2 separate regions of the Rattus norvegicus genome follow, and region 2 is linked to region 1. A link is a contact called in public Hi-C data. All regions are on one chromosome and are shown on one strand. Each heading gives the region's core, a stretch centred on a gene start, on an enhancer-like site or on the middle of the called end of the contact. The rest is flanking DNA. Distances are from core to core; before and after follow the strand shown. Region 1 overlaps Pcdh9 (protocadherin 9). Region 2 holds the start of Pcdh9 (protocadherin 9).

Region 1 (5,833 bases), core at 2,424-4,923:
TAAACGTGTTTGCCTAGACATAAACTGAACAATGATAATACCAATAAACATGTGGAAGGGGCTTAGACAAAGAATGATGGAGAACTAAGAACTGCCAAGAGCAGGAACAGCAACCTTATCCAAGAGAGGAGCAAACCTAATGGTTATTCAATTACAAATGGTCAGCCCTGAAATATATATGCATACAAGTACCATAAGGCAGAAAGAATATATATATATATATATATATATATATATATATATATATATATTTGAAATAGGTAAGAAAGTACAAGTACATGGGAAGATTTGGAAAGCAGAAGAGGAAGGTAAGGAGGAAGGTAAGTAAGAATTTTGTTACAAATAAAAAAACTATTTTAAGTTTGTAGAAGGTTTCTATAAAGCCTTTTATTCCTTCCTTCTAAAGCAATACTGGCAGGCAGGGCATAGAACTAGCAAAGTGAACATCACATGGTTTAGAGAGTATTCTGAGCAATACAGATTGTGGAAGATTTAATTGTGGCTTCCATACTTAAATGTGAGAAGGAGGCAGAAAGCAGAGAAATGGAAATTTTATAAGTGACTACTCGGAAGCAAATGATTGGTTCTTAATTTTACACATACAAAAAGATATGGTGATTTCTCACATGCAGGAGCATCATCTACAGTTAGCAAAGCTGCAAGGAAAATAAAAAATGACCTGTGAACCATCGGGTGCCTGTAAGAGTAGCACAGTGATGCTTCTGTGGGAACCAGTTACTCCAGAAAGCAGTTCAAAGGGATTTACGTGCTCTAAGTTTAAAGCTCTAGGAAAGGGATGGAAAGTAATACCCAATGGTCACTTTTATAGCATTTTAAATTATGGTCTTGTTATTCAGCCTCTAATATTTGAAATAAGAGTCTTGGTGTATACGTTAAGAACCATCGCTGTCTATCGCTTCAATGGGTTTTCTATTTATTTTATTGTATAGGCTTTGCTACAGCATTATTTTTTTGTATCAAAGGATTTTTCCAGATTCTAAAAAAGAAAATGCTGTTTACTACACATTGTCAGTTTCGTAGCTTCTTGGCATTTATCATCCTTCCTTATAGTGGTAGCTCAATTCTGTGCGTATCATCTCCATTGGATAGCCACTACTTCATATTTATTCTCTAAAACCTTAGTGTCTAGTACTTGAAGTGGGTGTAGAGGGGACATGTGTGTTGAAATGAAGTCACACAAGATAGCACAGGTTTGCTCAGGACGTACTATGTACATCAGGATGGTCTCAGAGTTGTGGTCTTTCAACTCCAGCTTCCCGAATGCTAGCTGGGATGGCCAGTTTGAGCCACGTTGCCTAGCAACGTATGTTATATTCTAGATGGACTTAGTTTCACCATATATTTCATCCATATCATCTGAGTCTTCATGTTTACTTATCTAAGTGGTAATCGTGATGACAAATGACGCTAGACTCCAGTATGCTCCACTAAGAACGGAAACATTTACTAGTTTAAAAATCTCCAGTCATCATCAGAGAGGCTTCCTCTGGCAGAAGATGGGAGCGGGTACACAGATCCATAATCAGAATTCTGTGGGGAAGGAGTCTAAACTGGAGTCTCCTTAGCTCATTCTCTCAGAGCTCAGAGAACCTACAGAAGAGTGGGAGGAAATCTTGTAGGAGTCAAAGAAAATGGAGGACACCAATACAATGTTCCCCACCGAGTAAACTATGCAGCGCTAATCTTGGCTCACTGAGGTTGAAGTGGCATCCACAGGGCCTGCATGGGTCTGCACCAGGTCCTCTATAGCTGCTAGTTAGCTTGATATTTTGTGGAATTCCTAACAGTAGGAGTGGGCATTTCCCTGACTCTGTAGTTTCTTCATGTGACTCTTTTACTCCTAATGTGTTGCCTTATCCAGCCTGAATGTGAGCACCTTTCCCTTATCTTATTCAGTCTTGTTTTATCCTAAGTTGTGTTGTCCTTTGGAGACCTAATCTCTGAAGGATGGGAAAGTGGGTCTAGAGAGACGGGAGGTGCATGGAGAGCTGAGAGAACGGAGGGAGTGGAAACTGGAGTCAGAATGTATTGTATAAGAGAAGAATTTATTTTTTCAATAAAAATAGGAGCAATAGTTAAACAGACAAATAAGTAAACATCTTAATCTTCGTTGTATTTCTTGTTAGTAGTTCCTAGGTTATAAAGTTTCCAAAACTCTTTATTTAGAAACAAATTAAAATTTTGAATTCAGTGATGCTGTTTTCTACCTATGTCTGGCATATGCTATATTTAAAAAGTCTTCTCATTATTTGACTATCTTGTCATGTTACCAAAAGCCAAAGCCTCTTTATTTTTTTTTTTTTTTTTTTTTTGGAGTTGGGGACCGAACCCAGGGCCTTGCGCTTCCTAGGCAAGCGCTCTACCACTGAGCTAAATCCCCAACCCCCCAAAGCCTCTTTATTAATGGTCACCTTCATTGAGAAGGTTTTTCTAATACTTCCTTCTCTACTGATGCCTTCATTCATGTTTTCTTCTGCTAAAACTTCCTTAATCACCATTCTGTGTTTACAAATCAATGGATTTGAGTTTTATAGTCCTGACTGAATGTACTTGGTTTCATCCTATTATTTTTATTAGACATGTTTAAGAATGACTGTCTTTCACCCTGTAGCACTAATAACTTCTCCCTTATTCAACATCATAGTAGCAATGTTAGGCACATGATAATTAAACTATTTGGATCATATGCATTGGCTTTTGTCCTCTGATCTTTTTAACTTTTGTTCGGTAGTGGTGATTTTAGGGTGTACGATGTCTACTTCTTAAATAGAATGTATGTCTAGGTATAAAGTATTAATATATATTCCTCTTGCATAAATAAAGAATGCTCAAATCTATTTATAATTAAATGCACATAATAACGATGATGCCAACAATAATTGAAAAGTAGTATACATTATTATATCCTTATTTAGCATCAAATATTTTAGTAAAGGTGCAGAGTTTGATAATCTAACAGAGTTCCCAATGTTAGCAAAACGACTCTGCAAATCACTACGCCATGGAACAATATGACCCATAGCAATAATATAGACAGCCTACAGTTTTATAGCCCTTGCATGTCTTCAAAGCTTTTTGTCAGCAATTACCTATTTTAGGTTTCCAATGACAGCAACCTCACTATAACTTTGGATTTTGGCTCATGCTCTTAATCTTCTATTGAATAAATATATTAGCTACACATAAAATACATTACATGTAGGAAAAAACGTAATTATTTCAATTTGAAATACATTCCCATTGAAGACCAATAGGTTCGTTAGACAAGGATTTCAAGTATAGTAATTATTCTATCAAAGCACTATGTAAAGAATGTGTGTGTTATATGTGCATGTGTGTATGCATATGTTTCTCATTAGAGGTGTGTTACCCTGATTAATTCATTCTCTTTGGTTTTTCAATTACTCAGATTTCATTTTAAATCAGCTCATATCCACTCCATCTTCCCCAGAAACTTATTACCCTTAAAGGTTTTAAAAATAAAAATAAATAAAATAAAGACTTATACAGCCCTCTAGTGTTCCAAACATACAGACCTCTACGTCCAAGGACTTTTAAGTGTGGCTGAGCTGGAAGTCCTCCTTTCAACCTCTCCTTCAGCGTGGAGTCTCTGCTGACACTTTTGCTCTTAGAGCACACATTATTTAACGCACTGAGACTGCAGCATCGGCAGTGGGACCTGAACTGTTCTCCCTCTGTCACTAGAGAGAGTGATGAAACCACAGCTGCTTGGAAGCAGCCTTTGTGGGGGAAGTACCCAGAAATCATGTCTTCTCAGGAAAACAATGGAAAGATTAATAGTCTGCATAAACAACTGCTGGAAAAGTTTACCCTGCTTCGTAGCTGGCTTTTCCTTCCTCCCCTCTCTAGAAATTTCCAGTGACAGAGCCTAAAGCTATCTTTCAGAAATCATACAAAACCTGACATTGCTAAAAAAAAATTAGCTTAAAAATGATGACATCAGGTGTTGCCTTTCAAATCAAATTTGAATAGACAGACTGCAGGTTGAGAGCAGACGCATAGTGACCTCATCACTAAGCAAGAGTCACAGCTGTCCCTGGTCTGCAGATGGAGCTGTTGACAAAACAGTGCCATCTACTTGAGAAAAATCAGGGCGCAGACTGGAACTGTAGTGAATTTGTCTTTTTTGCTTGGCCCCCCACTCCCCATATTTTCTTCCATTTTTATTTTTGTACATAAAGACTTAGTATATATCCTGGAGATTATCTTTTTAATTGAAAGAAATGTATCCTTTGAAAATTGAAGACAGAAAGGGAATTTGATGAGGTTTATCCGTCTGTGGAATTTTATCACAGGGACACTCTTAGGCAATCTAAAGGCGCCTGCCAGGGAACAATCCCCACACAAGAATGGAGTATGGACTTATAAAATAGCCTGCTTTTAAATGTTAGGAGAAAATTATGTGACAGTGCACATAAATGTTTAGATTTTTAGAATTGAGGAGGGGTTAACGGTCAGTTATTCTTTCAACAAACACAATTTAAAATTGTGTAAAAGGCTGTATTCACTTCTTATTTGGATAAAGGGCCATGCCAGCCACTTCAATCTTACAAGCAGCCAACAATTAAGGTATAGAGCAGACACGAGGCAGCTTAGGAATAGAGCCGGACATAGAAACAAAAGGAAAGACACCAGGTGTAAGTGCTGCTGGCAGGCCACTAGAGCAATTTTAAAAGTCACTTTAGCTGAAGTTTTAAGGTCACCGAAGGGAAACTTATTTGTTTGTTTTTTTTCTCCAAAAGCAGAAACTGAATTGTCAAGATATTGTTGCTTATACATGTCAAGATGAGGGTCAGAAATAAGCTTTTCCGGAACTCTCCATCACATTCTTTCTACTAAGGAAAAAAAATGTATTTCTTGGTGAAGTATGTCTTAGTGCCTGTTTAGAATGAATTTGAAGAATCTTGGTCGGGGTGTGGGGCAGTGCACCTTAGTCTTCGAATACCAGCCTGACTGCATTCTGTGACAATTTTGTACAAGCTTTTTGGAAAGTTTCAGGGTGCTGGGGTCAGTTACAGAACATAATCTTTTATTATTTTTCTTCTTTTCAAGAGGTATGCACATTGACTGAGGTAGGTAGGATGAAAAGTAGTGGACTTCTGCTACTACGGACAGCCCAGTCTTTGATAATCAAAAACATCCAATCAAATCCAATGTCAAAATATTACTCCCCTACTATTTTGCTAGACTAGGGTTAACATATGAATTAAAAAATAATTTACCCTTTTCAGATTATTTCAACCCTTTCACAATAAACATTTGGATAAGATTTAGCAGCTACTTCTGCATCTGAAAATTACTATAATATCTCTCTTGATATTTCAGAGAAAAATAAACTTAATCACTATAATCATCATTGGGAAAATAAAACCACATATTTTACAGTCAAAGAAATTAGAATTCTTTAGAAGGAAACAGGAACAAGGCAAAAATACACACACACACACACACACACACACTATATATATATATATATATATATATATACTCACACTATATATATACTCAATACAGTATATATATATACTCAATACAGTACATATATATATATTGAGTATTGAGTATTGAGTGCTTTAATATACTAAATATAAAATGACATATTTTCATGCTTCATAATGTAATAATATGTACAGTCATGATAAGCATGCTTTTCTTACTACCCCAAATGATACGTTTACTTTTACTGCATTGAAAATATGACATCTCACAAAATAAGTGTGTTCTGCCGGGGTTGGGAATTTAGCTCAGTGGTAGAGCGCTTGCCTAGCAAGCGCAAAGCCCTGGGTTCGGT
Region 2 (5,833 bases), core at 1,045-3,544, 520 kb after region 1:
CATGGTCCAAAAGTGTGTCTGAAACATACCGTAGTTTCAGTCTGTGAGTTACTCAGTGTCCTGTCAGCAAGATTATGTCATATACAAACAAATGTCTTTAATAACAAACCAAGCTCCGTGGGAAGATCTTTAAGAAAACTCTGCTGAAACACATCTGACTACTATTTGTGTCTTTGCTTCATATTTAAGCTCAATAACTGGAAAAAAATCAGAAGAATTTGGCCTGTACCTTGCTGGCAATTCCCCTATACTGAAGTGAAGGGGTTGATCATGTGGGAGGGTAGACAGGTAACTCTCCTTGGGAAATTGGTTTCAGATCTCACAGAAAACATTTCTGTTTACACTGGTTCTTTTCAAGGAATGACAGAAAGCACAGCACATCATTTTTTTTTCATTGAGAAAGAAACTTCCTAATAAAGTCCATTTAGTTTCACTGGTTACTTTTCTTGCCATAATAAACTATTAAGCAACTTTAAAAAATCTTGGCTATGTTCAGACAATTTCCAAATATTTAACACCACTCTCTTCTCAAGCACTGATAAAGTTAACCTGAAACTGAGTTGTCCTGACTTTCACTATCAACTAAAAGCCTGAAGGCTTCCTCTAGGACATCAAAACCATTTTGTTTCTTTGAGGTTCTTTCACCTTGTGTTTCTCAGCTTTACTCGAATGTTCCTCAACAATGCTCTATGTGTTTAGTATGTCAGGTGGAGAGCTTACATTCATAATAATAATTATACCGAGTATTCTTAGAGCACCTGTGTGATTGACTGATTAAATCACTTTTATGCCTTATTCGCCTGAAGCCCCAGACTCACTACAGAGCGGCTACTGAATGTAAAAGGGGAAACAGTTTCCATTAGAAACACTACTCTATCACAACTTCAGAGAACAAAACAAAACAATGACAACATTAAAGAACCCTTTTCAATTTTCCCAAGTCTCGTCAAGATGGTTCTGTGAACTTTGCTTTACCTGATTTTCTGAGATTTATGTTTATAACTGGTTAGCAAGGTGGTAGATGGGCCACCAGCAGAGATGGACTCCTAACAACAGAGCTTGACTTCCAAAATCCTAGAAACTTGATGTGCTGAGAGCAACTCACTAAAGAGCAAACAAATGAACTTAAATGCTAGTTGCTCCAGAGGAACTATCATTAAATAAAAGGTATCTTTGGCTGTACTACCAAAGATCCTTCCCTCCCCCTCTTCCTAGCTACTGCAGGATTGGCACCTGGCCAGCACAGGGGACATGATACCCTAGTGCCATCTACAGGCTATTATTGACATTCAAATTTCGTGGCAACAGACAAGCACCAAAGAAATAAATTAGACAGCGCTGCATTTAAATCTTTATTAACAAGGAATTATTAGACCTAAGGAAAACTAATTCTGGATTTGGTTGAAATATGAGTTTCTCAGCCTCTTAATCTCTCTTCACACAGTGTCTTTCACAGTTTAAAATGAGTTATGACAGATCACTTATGCATTGCTAAGATGAGAAAGTATTTACAATGGAATCCTTCTTTTCTGTATAAATTAGTAATATTAGAGAGAAAGCATTCCTTTTATTTCCCTTTTCTTTTCAAATATGAACCATTATGGACACTGAAAATCGTTCTAAGAAAGATCCAGCTTACTATATTACAATAAAATAACTTGAAATCAAGGAGTAGACTTTCTATATGGCTTAGATGCAATCAATCAATAATCATGTGCTTCCCAGCTGATGTACATATAATATACTACTCTCTTTTTTTTTTACTGTGTAAAAAAAAAACTGTAACCCCTTTATCGACCACAGCTCCAGAGTGAGTGGTGTCAGACCTTCAAATGTCATTTAAACTTGATACTTGAAGGTGACTTTTTAGATCAAAAGGTAATGTGAAAATCTTGAAGTAGATAATTTGGAAACCCCAGGAGCAGAATTGGGCAAATCAGGATGGGTTTTCTTCTTGAGCAAACATTATCTCGGGACATTTTGGAATAATTTCCTCTTTTCATCTTTTGCCATTTGAAGGAAACTGGGAGGTTAAATATTCTCAGAACTCAGAAATTTCAAAGCTGTTCTAAAAATTCTTGACTGAGCCCCAGAGGAATAAAAAAGGGGTCAAGTTTTTTTTCCTCCTTATAACTAAGCTAAAGTTAGACCAAAAAACAATACACACAGTGGCACGTTAATACTGGTTGACTGGGCACTTGTATGCAGTACTTATAGACCAGTAAAAGTGCTCGTTTACCTGTCTGGTGTGTAAGGGGCCCTTTGTCTTGAAGCCTCCTTGGGAGCTGCACTCTGAGGCACTGAAGTGATCTGAACTAGTGGAGGAGCGTTTGGAAAGGGTGTCGCAGCCCCCAACAAAGGTGTTGTCCAAAGGGAGCTCTTGAATGACGTGGTGCTTTTTCACGGAAACTGGAGTGTCTGGTTTGAGATGAAACGCAGGCTGTGGAGAGGCAGATTTGTAGTGCTTGGCCAGGTCAGGGCTGTTAGGCTTGAAGGTTGTTGGAGGGGCCGGGCCCCAGTCAAATCTTCCTATACTCTGTTCCTCCAGCTCAGCAGGCAGGCTTATGGTCCCATTGATAGGTTCATGAACCGCATCATCAGGTTTGGACTCTTCGATAGTAACAAAGTTCAAAAGAGAACTCTTGGGCGACTTTCTTTTCTTCCGTTTCTTTTTCTTGTTTTGTTTATTCTCCTGGTTTGGGGACATCCATTCAGCACCTTGTTTGCTCCTCTGAGCAGCCTTGAACCTCGACGCATGGCGACAGCGCACCAGCACCGTGACAAAGATCACGACGATGACGACCATGGCCCCGGCAACGATGGCAATCATGATGGTGAGATAGTCCTCGTTTTGATAAGGTTGACCACTATCTCCTATGTTCCTGTCCAGCGGGGTCTCCATAGTCCTACGGATCAAGTCATATATATACGAGGCGTTTCCAGCAGTGTCGTTCACGTAAAGAAATACCAGCACAAGAGTGTGCAAAGCCTTAGGGTACCCCAGGTCACTTATGTTGACCACGAGACGGTGCAGGCCCACGTCAGTAGGTGCCGGCTTTTCTTCTAAGGTGATATTGCCCGTTACTGGATCAATCCGAAATAATCCTTTGTTGTTCCCGCTCACTATGGTATACTTAAGTTCTGCATTCATCCCGGTGTCAATATCCACAGCAAAAACTTCAGCAACCACGGAACCAGGAATGGCTGAGAGGGGCACCAACTTAAAGGAGGTGTTGGATGGTGGAGAAATGACAACTGGACTATTGTCATTGACATCCATGACATTGATAGTTACTTTTGCAGTAGAGGACCGAGGTGGCTGTCCTCCGTCAGTGGCTTTGACATCAAACGTGTAGGAACTCTGCTGTTCTCTATCAAAGGAGACATTGGACTTTATGACTCCTGAATAGGGATCCAACACGAAATTTTCATTGTCATTTAGAATGGAAAGAGTCACAGCTTTATTCTCTCCAGCGTCCTCGTCTGTCACTGTGATTACCCCCACAGTACTATACTTTGGCAGATTCTCAGACACAAAAAACTGAAAATGATTATGAGTGAACTTGGGGCTATTGTCATTCTCATCCAGAACAGTAACTATCACGGCTGCTTGGCTCTGCAGGGGAGGGGTCCCGTTGTCCCTGGCAGTTACTGTAAAAATGAACCGCTCTTGTTCCTCCCTGTTAAAGACTCTGGAGGCTGTCAGAACTCCTGTCTTTCTGTCCAGATCAAAGAAGGAGGCATTGGGTCCAAGCTGATAAACAATGTCTGCATTTTTCCCACTGTCTTCATCCGTAGCACTAATAGTTGTTAAGTATAACCCACGTCGGTTGTTTTCAGAAACTGACAGCTCAATTACAGGCTGGTTGAAAATTGGTGGGTTGTCATTTTCGTCCTCAAGCTTAACCCTTACCAGGGCAGTCTGATTCAAACTGGGCTTCCCAGAATCAGAGGCAACGATTTTAAAGCTGAATTCTTTGGTGCCCTCATAGTCCAGCAGAGACGAGGTCTCTAGCAGATACTGGTTGTCATACACTGCCTTCAGATGAAATGGGACCTCTCTTTCAATAAAACAGATCACTTTGCCATTCACATCCGTGTCCTTATCTGAAACTGTAATTAGGGCAATCTTTGTATTGACTGGATCTTTCTCAGAGAGATACACGGTGCCATTGATGGGACTTATAATGTACCTGAGGTCTATGTTTGGAGGATTATCATTTACATCTGTGACATTGATGGTAACGGTGGCTCTGGCAGGAGTGGAGCTGCCGTCACTAGCCAGCACTGTCACTTTGTGAATGGCTGTCTCTTCCCTATCTAAGGACCTCTGAACTGTAATCAGCCCAGTTGTGTTATTTAAAGCAAAGAGTCTTTTGGTTGCAGGGGCGACCTGGGCACCAAAGATGTACCGGATTTCAGCATTGCTGCCTATGTCTGCATCAGTAGCATGGAGCTGAATCACAGAGGTCCCTACAGGAGCATTCTCTGGAATATGCACTTCCACTTGACCCTCTTTAAACACTGGCCTGTTGTCATTGACATCACTTACTGTGACCTGGAGTATGGCTGTGCTGGATTTCTGTGGAGTGCCCCCATCCTCCACTTTGATTTTCATCACATAGGTATCTTTTTGTTCTCTATCCAAGTTCTGCTGAACGATCAATTGCGGCCACTTTTCTCCCTCCGGAGTTTCCACGATATCCAGTCCAAAAACACTCTGCCCATTCAGCAATTCATAATGCTGTACCCCATTGAAGCCCGTGTCAGGGTCTGTGGCTGATGGGATTGGAAAGCGACTGTTGATCAAAGTGTTCTCTGGGATGGAAATATTGATGACGGGAGACGGAAACATGGGGGCATTATCATTGGTATCCTTGACAATGATCTTGATTTTGATCAGTCTGAAAAAGTCATTGGGGAGGATCACCACCTCAAGTTCAAAGAAACACTCATTCTCCTCAGCATAAGAAGCTCCGGCACAGAGTTTCTCTCTGTCTATTCTGTTGGAGGTTGTGAAAATCTCCCCAGTGCTACTGGATACTTTCACCAGAGGGGCATCCCCAGCTTTAGAAACCAGCCTGTAGACAAGGCTGGCACTCGTCCCTGTGGCAGCGTTGATGTGAGAAATATTCAGATCCTTTGGTATATTTCCTATGGGCACATTTTCGGGCAATTCCTCTCTAATAGTGTAAATAAGTTCTTGAGCTATTGCGGAATCCAGCCTTAAACAGGCAATCAGAGCAGCCAACAGGTAAAAATCCCTCAGGTCCATGATAATGTCTTTATTTTCTTCCCTTGGATTTTAGAGTTTAAAGGTTCCCACTGAGGAATGATGCACGGATTGCAAGAGGAAGTGTGCATGGACCGGAGGAGGAGGAGGCATTACATCTCATCTCTTATGTGGAGACAGCCACTGTCAACACAATTGTACAGACAACATTATTCTTCGGCAAATGAGAACACGGTCACCAAAACATCGAAGCACACTGTCCCTGCCTATTAGTAAACATGGCAGTTTGCTGTGCCACAGTTTGCAAGTTAACTCTGTGGTCACATCACTGAATAGTCCCTGCTTGTTGCATTTGCCCAGAGAAAATGAAATTCATCTACTTTTGAATTAAGGACAGCAGCAGCTATTTTTACCTGGATCCCCCCCCAACCCCCACACTGTTTTTTTCCCCACAACACTGTTTAATTCAAAGCATACATTCTTGTTCCCCCTCAACCCCCGTTCAATCCCCTTCCTGCTCTCTAACCCACCTCCCCTAGTTGTTTGAGACTGAATTGAAAGACCTCAAGTATTTAGGTACGATTGCTGCCAACTGCTTTG

What was found. Hi-C and Micro-C count contacts between places; a contact is called where the count stands out from the background.
Region 2: a Hi-C map of frontal cortex shows a contact between it and region 1, with 4 times the contacts expected there. The contact joins two enhancer-like sites. A contact is called at or near these places in 7 of 12 Hi-C or Micro-C datasets (the A7r5 cell line, the Rat2 cell line, frontal cortex and 3 more) and 1 of 1 datasets of contacts at active chromatin or transcription factors (oligodendrocytes).

The regions. Positions count from the first base shown.
Region 1 is chr15:76,115,513-76,121,345 of GRCr8, forward strand. The region is part of intron 2 of Pcdh9 (protocadherin 9); the gene reads right to left. LOC120097141 (a long non-coding RNA gene) reads right to left here. Exons shown (of 2, transcript XR_005494384.2): 1 at 1-5,833. Among named protein-coding and RNA genes, the nearest start is that of Pcdh9, 530 kb to the right of the region's middle. Within about 2 kb of position 3,674, at least 16 of the 93 cell types and tissues checked have an H3K27ac peak or open chromatin away from gene starts, as enhancers often do.
Region 2 is chr15:76,638,602-76,644,434 of GRCr8, forward strand. Pcdh9 (protocadherin 9) reads right to left here and starts at 5,351. Exons shown (of 4, transcript NM_001191688.1): 1 at 2,240-5,351. The coding sequence starts at 5,275. Within about 2 kb of position 2,295, at least 17 of the 93 cell types and tissues checked have an H3K27ac peak or open chromatin away from gene starts, as enhancers often do.